Regions from separate parts of the Sus scrofa genome. Here all the other regions are linked to region 3. A link is a contact called in public HiChIP or PLAC-seq data. All regions are on one chromosome and are shown on one strand. The core of a region is the stretch at or near the end of the contact, and the rest is flanking DNA. Distances in the headings are between cores, read along the strand shown.

What was found. HiChIP or PLAC-seq counts read pairs in DNA pulled down with a chosen protein or histone mark.
Region 1: an H3K27ac HiChIP or PLAC-seq map of alveolar macrophages shows a contact between it and region 3. The contact joins two enhancer-like sites. A contact is called at or near these places in 1 of 47 Hi-C or Micro-C datasets (liver) and 1 of 2 datasets of contacts at active chromatin or transcription factors (alveolar macrophages).
Region 2: a contact with region 3 is called in an H3K27ac HiChIP or PLAC-seq map of alveolar macrophages. The contact joins two enhancer-like sites. A contact is called at or near these places in 1 of 47 Hi-C or Micro-C datasets (liver) and 1 of 2 datasets of contacts at active chromatin or transcription factors (alveolar macrophages).

What each region holds. Positions count from the first base shown.
Region 1 is chr7:91,986,261-91,989,434 of Sscrofa11.1, forward strand. All of the region lies in intron 8 of RAD51B (DNA repair protein RAD51 homolog 2), which reads left to right. Among named protein-coding and RNA genes, the nearest start is that of RAD51B, 400 kb to the left of the region's middle. Within about 2 kb of position 1,336, at least 15 of the 83 cell types and tissues checked have an H3K27ac peak or open chromatin away from gene starts, as enhancers often do. A contact at or near this core is called in alveolar macrophages, where this site is marked.
Region 2 is chr7:91,943,634-91,946,826 of Sscrofa11.1, forward strand. The region is part of intron 8 of RAD51B (DNA repair protein RAD51 homolog 2); the gene reads left to right. Among named protein-coding and RNA genes, the nearest start is that of RAD51B, 350 kb to the left of the region's middle. Within about 2 kb of position 1,653, at least 43 of the 83 cell types and tissues checked have an H3K27ac peak or open chromatin away from gene starts, as enhancers often do. A contact at or near this core is called in alveolar macrophages, where this site is marked.
Region 3 is chr7:92,431,562-92,435,008 of Sscrofa11.1, forward strand. No RefSeq gene overlaps it. Among named protein-coding and RNA genes, the nearest start is that of ZFP36L1, 63 kb to the right of the region's middle. Within about 2 kb of position 1,555, at least 10 of the 83 cell types and tissues checked have an H3K27ac peak or open chromatin away from gene starts, as enhancers often do. A contact at or near this core is called in alveolar macrophages, where this site is marked.

The DNA of each region.
Region 1 (3,174 bases), core at 86-2,585, 450 kb before region 3:
TCTGAGCCATGTCTGCAGCCTACACCACAGCTTGTGGCAACACTGGATCCTTAACCCACTGAGCAAGACCAGTCCTTATGGATACTAGTCAGGTTCGTTAGCGCAGCGCCACGACAGGAACGCCCTACGATAACTTTTATCAGTGGTTAAAATGGACTTCTTAAACTGGAGCTGGAGGTAGGATTATAATGGCAGAGCTACTGTGTCTTTGGAACAGTAGCTCATTTGACCTTAGTAAACTTTGATCTCTTAAGACGGATCATTCATTTATGGCTAAGAACATCACACATACTTGTTAGGTCCCATAGTGAGTTTTTAGCAATAATTTCCTTGGGATCTGCCAGGTATCAGGTGCTGTGCCCGTGGCACAGAAGTGAATGAGACAATGGTGCTTGTTTTTAAGGTGTTCCCAGACTAGGGGGATGGACTGGTATGAAAAAATTAATTGCACAGTGTAAGATAGTAAATGCTATTCTATTGGTATGAATCAAGTAACCCAGAGAAGGAAAACGATTTGCTCTGGAAGATCAGGGAAGTGTTCACAGAGGAGGGAGTGGATGGCTAATGCTCTGAGGGATAAATATGACTGCTCAGCAAAATACGGATTATAAATACAGTGATGTTGGAATGCACAGTAAATGAGATGTCATGCCACCAAATGGGATAAGGTGTATGCACAGGGTTTGTAGATGGTGGAGAGATGTTCCCCTCCTGTTTATTCTTTATCTCTTCCCCAACTCATGAGGAATGAGGAAATCCTTGTCTAGCAAAGTGATCAATGTCTGCACTCTCGGAAATACATGTTAGAGACTTCCTTCTCTGGAAGCCCATGGCTTTTTGATCTGAGTGAAGTTATCAGAGGCCCTGTGGTGTAAATGAGCAGAGGACAGGCTCTAAAACAAACTTCTAACTCCACCACCTAAGAGCCGAGTGCCTTTTGACAAACAGCATATATTCCTGGTGACTTTGATATCTCTATGAAATAGAGTTAATCACAGCCCTGAATGCCCAAGATTTGTTGCCTCAAGTGCGCTAATAAATGTGAAGGCACTCTGTAAAGTGCTATGAAAATATGTAAATATTTCTATTTCATCAAGCCATCAGCAAACCGTTTATTTAGGTAGTTCTGGGTACTGTGCAGAGCTGCAGAGACAGAGGGCTCATCTTTTAGGAGTACAGAATCAGGGTTCCAAATCAGTTCCAAAGCAGGAGACCAGAGCCTTGAGTTCTCATTGAGTGCCCGCACCCCAAAAAGCAGACTTGTGAATCTGCCCCTGTAGGCTGCGTCCGAGGATCTGTGTGCCCTTTAGCTGTGTCAAAGGCAGCTCCGAAAGGGGAAGTATATTGTGCTCTCAGGAAAGACATTGCTTTTTTTTTTTGCTCTTTGGAAATGTTTGCTCTTTTGGTTTTGAGCTCTGAATGTGAACAATCCAGCTGATTCAGATCCCCAGAGTAGCCCTAATCATAGAAACCTTGTGACAACCACAAATATTAAAAACATACCTCAGTGTAGGCAACTACATAGGGCAAATACAAATGGTATCATAGGAACAAAAATCCCCCTATGCAAACCTAGAATGCCATTGCATCTAACATGAAGGAAATGATGACGGAACATGTTTACTGCTAGAACATTCCAAGGAGATAATTAGCCTTCTGGACAAAAGCAGTAGAAAGAGATTAACAAACGGCAATAATTTCCCTTGTTTATGGAAAGTAAAATTGGGGGATTAGATTAACATCACATTTTAAAATTTTAATTTACATACATTAAAGCATATAATTTGCTTGAGTTTTGGCAAATATGTAAACCCGATAACGACACTTCCATCACCCCCAAAATTCCCTCATGTTCCCTTGCAATCAGTCCCCTCCCCTGACCTCAGGTAAACCCTGTTTTGCCTTCTGAAACTCTAGTTTTGCTAAAGTTTAATTTTAATTTCTATTCTGCTGAGTAAGGATGGTATTTTGCAGAAATGACGATAGTCGAATACTGTCAAAATTTAGGATGAGAATCCTACCTCCTTTCAAAGGCGCAATTCCAGTAACTTCTCTGAGCCTCAGTTTCGTCTTATTAATAAGGACAATAACAGCTTTTCTCCACATCTCAGAAGGTTGCTATAAAAATCCAAAAAGAGGAGTTCCCGTCGTGGCTCAGCAGTAATGAACCTGACTAGTAACCATGAGGACTCGGATTCGATTCCTGGCCCAGCTCAGTAGGTTAAGGATCCAGCATTGCTGTGAGCTGTGGTGTAGGTTACAGATACGGCTTGGATCTCACGTTGCTGTGCCTGTGGTGTAGGCCAGGCAGCTGTAGCTCCAATTCAGCCCCTAGCCTGGGAACTTCCGTATACCACAGGTGTGGCCCTAAAGAGCAAAAAAAAAAAAAAAAAAATCCAAGGAAATAATAATAGATGAGAATTAAGTGTTTAAGGATTTGATGGACTATGTAGCAAAATATTAATGTTAATCAACAAGATAGCACTTCTAGATAGGAGCCATTTTAGAGAGGAATTTCCCTCCAGAGCTCCTGGAGTACCTGTACCTAGAGAAGAGTCCTCCCCATGGTTGTAGAGGAAATGCCTTTGACACAGTCGGCTCACGGGCCTAGTATTCAGACTCATGTTTCTGTGGTTGATAATAGAGGATTAGAATCTATTCAGCTGATATATCTGAGTTAACCTCAGATTAACCATATGTATCATGTTGGGTATGAATATAATACAAAAATTTCATATTTTTGCTGTTTTTGCCATGTTTAATCATCACAAATTCAGCAGTTTATTTCATGCACACACTGCCACTGCCCAGACCATGAAGCATTGAGTTTCACAGTTCCCATTTCACAGGGATAAAACTGAGCTTTTCAGATGTCAAGTCGGGTGCCAGAGGCTTCAGTGTAGACTCTCAAACTACTGTTATAAACCACTGTCATTTTAAACAAGTGACCTCAATGCCATTTCCATTGGAAACTGAGTGGAGAGTAGAGACTAACATATAAAGTAAAGCCTCTGATTGGGTTCTAGGCATTTCTCCGTGGGCAGCAAGAAGAGAATTGCATTCCTTCCTGGCCAGAGAGAGCAGGCCAATTTTGTCTTCCCTCTCTGGGCCAGATCACCATAGACACTCTGTAGACACATTTAGGTCTTGCTTATTTTTCTTGGCTGAGCTGTT
Region 2 (3,193 bases), core at 403-2,902, 490 kb before region 3:
CTCTTCAGAACAAGTTCGCTTCTTTCAGCTGGGTAGACACAGAGAGCAGGCCTGTAGCCAGTTGAGAGGCTACAAAAAGCATCAAATTGTAGGGCAGTCTTATGCAGATGACTTTTTGATTCAATATAATGTGGGTTGTATTAGTTGAGAGTTTTTGATGTTAACAGAAGCTAACTCTCGCTACCTTAAAGGAAAAAAAAAAAAAACAAAAACCCCCAAGTTTTGAAGGGATATGGAATGGGTCATAGAATTGAAGGAAAAGTAGAGTGAATATATTTTCAGAGCAGGACAACTCTAGGAATCCAGGAAACAGGAACGAATAGATACCTCACAGTACTACTTCTGGAATGAATCCATTCCAGGAATTTTTTTACATCTTTATTGTTCAGCTAATTATTCGGAGTCCCAGGAGAGAATCTGATTGGCTGGCTTGGGTTATAAGCCTGTGCTTGCCTACAGGAATCACCTGCACCTGGAATGAGAGTCCCACCAGCACTGCCTACAACAAAGGTCACAAGAGTTCCCAAACCATGGTATTTCTACCAAAAGAAAGGGAGATTCAAAGGCAGCAGATGTCCACTACAGATCTGTGCAGGGGAGGAAAAGATTCAGGCTTACAGCCCAAGAAATGAACAGCCATGCAGGGGTTTCTGCGTCTTAGGATGTGCCCTGCAGATGCTTGTCCCAGCTCAGGAGTGCTCAGCTGTAATTGTCACGTCCTTTTGTCTCCAGCGTACTTTTAGAATTTAAACCAGTCATTAGCAAGGGGCATCACTGGTCATTGTAGTTGCCTGGAGCAACATGAATTTTAAAAAATTCTTTGTGATAAAAATCACCATCATCACTGTCGTCATCCCTTCTGGAAGGCCAAAATTAAGGCCAGTTATTAGAAGTAAACTGTCACAAGAACCTCCCGGTTAAGCGATTGTCTCACTTTTGAGTTGTGTCAATCCACAGGATTTGAGTCTTTGCGGGCTTTGATGAGAGTAACTCACTTCAAAAGGATCAGCAAGACAGAGATTTCTATTTCCATAGGCTGAGGGATTTCTAACAAGAAGCCATATTGTGGATAGTAGATTATAATAACAAAGGGGATTTTAAAATGCGGATGACACATTGACTTGGAATGTTTTCTCATCTGTATTTACTTACTCCTAAGTATGTTCCTTCGTGCGCTTTTTCTCAAGTGGATGGCCAGCTGTGGGCCACCTTTTTCTGCTCTCATGGCTCTATGCCCGCTTTCTTTCTTTCCTGAACCACTCTGCCTTCCTTCATCTAGTCTTGTGTTTTCTCTCTAAATCTTCTTTTCTCTTAACTCTATTTCATCTCTCCTTTCTTTTCCCTATTTGGTCTTACAGTTCATAGCTTTTTTTTTTTTTTTTTAAATGAAGTATAGTTGATTTACAGTGTTGTGTTCATTTCTGCTGTACAGCAGAGCTATTCAGTTACACACACACACACACACACACACACATTCTTTTAAAAATTCTTTTCCATTTCATAACTTCTATTCCTTTTCCTGAAATTCCTTTCTTTTCGCCTCCTCTAAATCAATGTTCTAGTGCCCTACTCCCAAGCTTCTTATCACTTCACGGTTAATCCCTAATGTGTTTACTGATCTGTGGGCCAAAAGGCAAAATCCCCAGGGCTCTCTCTCCATGCCAGCACGGTGAAAAGCAGCAGCTAGCATTGCTCAACAAATGCCTTGTGAACCATGACTCAAGGGATGAGAACTCTTTTGTCAGTGAAAGTTTACATGTATATGTCTGCATGTATAGCTAAGATGTATGACCGCATTCAGGCAGTTAGTTTGCTGAATGGGCAGACACTTGGAGTTTTCATTTTTCTGATAGGGAAGAGAATTAAACACCTTCGCCTAAATTTCTTTCTTAAGTTAATGGACGAGGTCCTGAGAAGTTACGTAAGGAAACCAGATGATATTAAAGAGAGAAACGGGGACAGGAGACCAGCAAGCAGTCAGGCATTAGTACATCCTGATCCTGCTGACACATTTTCGACAGCAGACACAAAGAACCTATTATGGGTGCGGTGATAGAACAGAAAGCAGAAGCAGGAAAGAGATGGCAATAAATGGGAATAAAATCCAAGCGATTGCTGTGTTTGACTGAAAGAAAGAAGAAAGAGGGAAGGGCGTACCAAACGTGGAAGGGCAAGAGAATGGAAGTAGAGACATACCAGTGGAGACAGATCAGAGATTCGAGACGCTTTTCTTGCCTCAATAAAACATTACACATTAAACAGCAAACAGGGAACATGTATTTATCCTACTCAGCCTCAGTGTCTGCAGGACTTTAAGGAATAAAAGCCCGACACTGTTAGAGTAGCATCTTTAAAAAAATGTCACTTCAGGAATCCAGTCCCCTATAAAAGATTTGGGAGAATGTGAGTCGCCCAAGTGAGAAGCAGTGGCAAGTGATACACATCTTAAGGAAAAGTGATTTCAAGTGGTATTGAGGGCTTCCCAGCTGTCAAAAAAAGAAGAGCAATAGGGTCCCATCCACCTTGCGTGCCGGGAAAGAGCAGACCCACCTAATGTTTGTCTAGTCCTGGGCCAGATGCTTTACATACCCTTCTAATTATAAGCCTCTCTGTACATAAAAGTGAAGCCAAGGGGCTGAGAATGCTACCCATTGGGAAGAAAAAGCAGAGGGAATTTGCGGAGCCAGTTCCTAAGGCTCAGGGGGAAATAACTTTGGTTTTGTCAAGTCAGAGCGAGCAGCCAAAGGCAGCAGCCATAGGAGCCTGTCTGAGGTAAATCACCCGGCGAGGTCTGTTCTGTCTTTATTGCAAGGTCAGGGACCATAGCCAGGCGGCCACATGGCTTCAACCGTGGAAATCCCCTAACTTTCCAACGGCTGCAGCCCCACAGCTCCGAGGTTTTACTCACAGAATGGCTCTCTTCCAGCTTTCAAATCTTTCCAAGTTGATTAATCATGTTCTTCTTCTGACTCATTCAGGCCTCTAGAAAATAGCTCTAGGTCCTGGAGGAGCCGTGCAGATCAAAGAGGTCAGATAAATTGGCCTGATGTTGGCCTATAGGAAAACCTAGAAGATACTGCCAAGAGCATTTAAGTATCTGTCCTCAGATGCCAGCATGCGGGCTATGGCCCTAGGCCATCAGCTCATTCATGTATTTGAAATAGGGTGGGGGGGGTGGGGGGTTCACTTGTGT
Region 3 (3,447 bases), core at 305-2,804:
CAAAGAGCATCTCTGCACCTGGCCACACCTGCTTCACTTCTTGGAAGAGGGTCACCAACCCCTAGTATGTAGGCAGTTGGGGAAGAGGACAATGTGGGCTGATAGAGCCAAAGGTTCATGTTCATGTTGGAAGAACTAAAATTGGTACATAATGCATGGATGTGTGCAGTGGAAATGTTTTAGTAAAATTTCAGCCCTTTTCACCATTCACACACGCAGCTGCATCTCTGGTTCCCCCTGTAAATCCTACTGACCCGGGGTCCCACACTACTACAGGTCCATCCTTCCTCTTAGTGTGGTAAGACTACATTTTCAGGAAGCTGTCGGGCAGAGTGAGGCAACTCGAGGCTCTGAAGAAGCATCTACGTGCCTTTTAGGGTCAGAGTTTAACCTCCTCCCCTCCCCAGGAATTTCCCAGCATGCAGACAGGCCTTGAGATTGCAGATGGAAGGGTGAGTCAAGCCAGGACTCAGCACCCTTGAGCCTGACCATGGCACCCCTCACGTCATCCCACATTCCCTCTCTGCGTCTGGTCCAAGTACATGGAGCCCCAAGCCCCTACACCTCAAGCTGTGCTCCCCAGCCCAGTATCACATGCCAAGCCAGAACTGACACTGGGCCCAAGGTCTCTGAGAGCTCAGCACTGCTTGCAGTCCTAAACCAGGACATCTCAGAGGTGGGCCCCATGCCACATAGCCCAGCGTCGACTGTGCATTGGACCATCTATATTCTTTTTTTTTTTTTTTTTTTTTTCAGTTTTCCTTAAGACAAACTGCTGGCCTTTGGGAGACTGGCCAGAGTTAAGGTGGAGCTTCAATGTGGCCATTTTCACAGCCCCAGCAAAACCCTTGGTTGGTGCCAAATTCTCGTCCAGTTGAATAGAATGGAGGAAAGCTGACCAACCCATCGGAATAATAATAGCTAATACTTAACAGAGTGATCACACATCAAGACTGCTCTAAATGTTTTCTGTGCATTAATTTGTCTTCATCTCACATGCTCATCCTCTACAGTAAGAGCTATTATTTTTCTATTTTATAGTTGAGGAAACCAGAGTAAGGTTGCAAACCTAACAATCCCAAGTGTCTCAACTACCGCCTCCCCAAGGGTGGAAGCCTAGAGGGTTTGCCCAGGGTCCCCTCCCACAACCCCATGTCCACACTGCAGCATCACCGGGCTTATGTGCTAAGAGAAGAAAGATGCAGGGGCCCCTCCAGAAGCTTAAGAGGTAGGCATGTGGTTTAATGGGGCAGATGTGGCTTAAGAGTCAAGACTCCCAGATTTCCATCTAGCTCGCCCTTCATCCACACGAATATTGCCAACTGTTCCAGCTCCTAAACTCCACCCCCTCCTTGGTCAGGCACGAGGTCTCCCTGACCTCCCAGGTCCCTTCATAGAATCCCCAGATTCTGTGAGGAATGGTGACAGGCAGCCCGAGTTGGCAGGAGGATGGACCAGACAAGGCAAGCCTGACCTGTCACCACTCAATCCACACATGAACCTTAGTGTGCACGTTTCAGTGTTTGGGGAACTATGTGTTCTTTTGAAATGTGTCTGTTTGGGTCATGAGTAAGTATTGGGGCAGAGGCAATGGGCTCCTTTTTCCAGTTAATGAAGTGAAGCTTTATGGAGGAAGATTTTCTTAGTCACATTTCCTGTTTCACACTGACCTTTAAAAAGGAAACCCACAAGTAAACCAGTGCCAAGGCCTGCTTATAAGATCTACCCACAGGTATAACAAAGATGAGCTAAATAAAGACCAGTGGGCCAAGCTTAACCTGAATCAGTGGAAATAGTAAGACACTAAGAGGGTCTGATGGGTGAGATAAAGGGGATGGTGGCGCTCAGTGAATTGCAAAAAAAAAAAAAAAAAAAAAAAAAAAAAAAAAAAAAAAAAGCAATGACATGTAAGAGGTTTCTCTTACATTTGACATGTGTTCAACAGGGATCCAGGCAGAGAGGCTGAGATAAAGGGGACGGTGGTGCTCTGTGAACTGCAAAAAAGACTTTGACACGTAAAAGATTTTTCTTGCATTTGAACACTCGTTCAACAGGGATCCAGGCAGAGAGGCAGAGAGAGACCATGTCACAATCTTGTCATTGTACTTAGGGCTTAGCCTCTTGTTATAAAACGGAGGCTCTAAAAATTAAGAAAGATGCTTGGAGTGATTTCAAAAGAAGGCATGGGAATTGCCTCTGTGGCGCAATGGAATTGGTGGTGACTTGGGGGTGCTGAGACGCAGGTTCGATCCCCAGCCCGGCACAGTGGGTTGAGGATCTGGCATTGCCGCAGCTGTAGCTTCAGTCACGACTGCGGCTCAGATCTGCTCCCTGGTCCAGGAACTCCATATGCCGCGGGGCGGCCAAAAAAGAAAAGAGGGAGGAAGGAAGGAAGGAAAGATGGAAGAGAAGGAATGATGGTGGGTGGTGGAATTCGTTATAGGAATCAAAATTATCCAGCCTGGTGAGAAAAGGACCAAGAGGTATCTCAGGAACTGGAAAGCTGGTGACATCTGGTGATTTGATGGATGATGGTTGAGGTGCATTTCTGCAACTGTGGCTACAGAATGAGAGGCCCACACAGGAGCATCTCGGAATGTTCAAGGATGTGTTGAAGGTGACCGAAGGGCGGAGTGGGTTCCCAAGGCCAGGGACGGCCCCACCTTCGTTCGCCAGGGGAGCTGGACCATCAGGGTTCAGAGCCTAAGAAGTCCTGTGAGATGAAGGCTACCAGCCACCATCGCTCAGTACGTCCACTCAAGGAAAATGCCGCAGCATAGAGTTTAGGTTTGGAAAGCTTTGTTTTGTTTTAAACAAGGAGGCCTGGAATTGGACTGAGGAGGGAAAGAAAAAAAAAATAAAAGTCAGGCAAAGGAAGCGGTGATAACATTAGCAAAAATGAGGCAGAAAATACGGGCAGGATGGACAGGCAATGATCCAGAGAGGACCTCAGAGCTAGTGGGGTCAGGGGCGGGGGTTGTTGTTGTCAAAAATGAAAAAGGACCTTTGGGGAGATAAGTAAACCAATTCATGGTCAGAAATAAAAACATAGGAAGGGATAAATAACATCTCACCCCTCTCTCATTCTCCCGTCTGTCCAGTTCTTATGTCCATATGGCCATCTTCATTTTCTTACGCATCCTTCCAGAATTTCTTTATGTAGTTATAAGAAAATAATTGCATGTAGTTGCTTTTTCCATTCTTTTTTTCCTGCACAAAAGTAGCATACTATCACACACATATATATAGTATTGTGCCCTGAGATTTTTTACCCAAAGAAGCATTCCAGAATCCTTACCCCATTGGTTGTCAGGGAGTTTCCTAATGTTTTGTTTTTTTGTTTTTGTTTTTTTTTGGGGGGGGGCATGGAATTGGGAGCGAGAGGACCCCGAGGTTTTGCTGACCACAATACCCACAAGTCTTCCCAGCAAGTTTCCATGTTTCTCT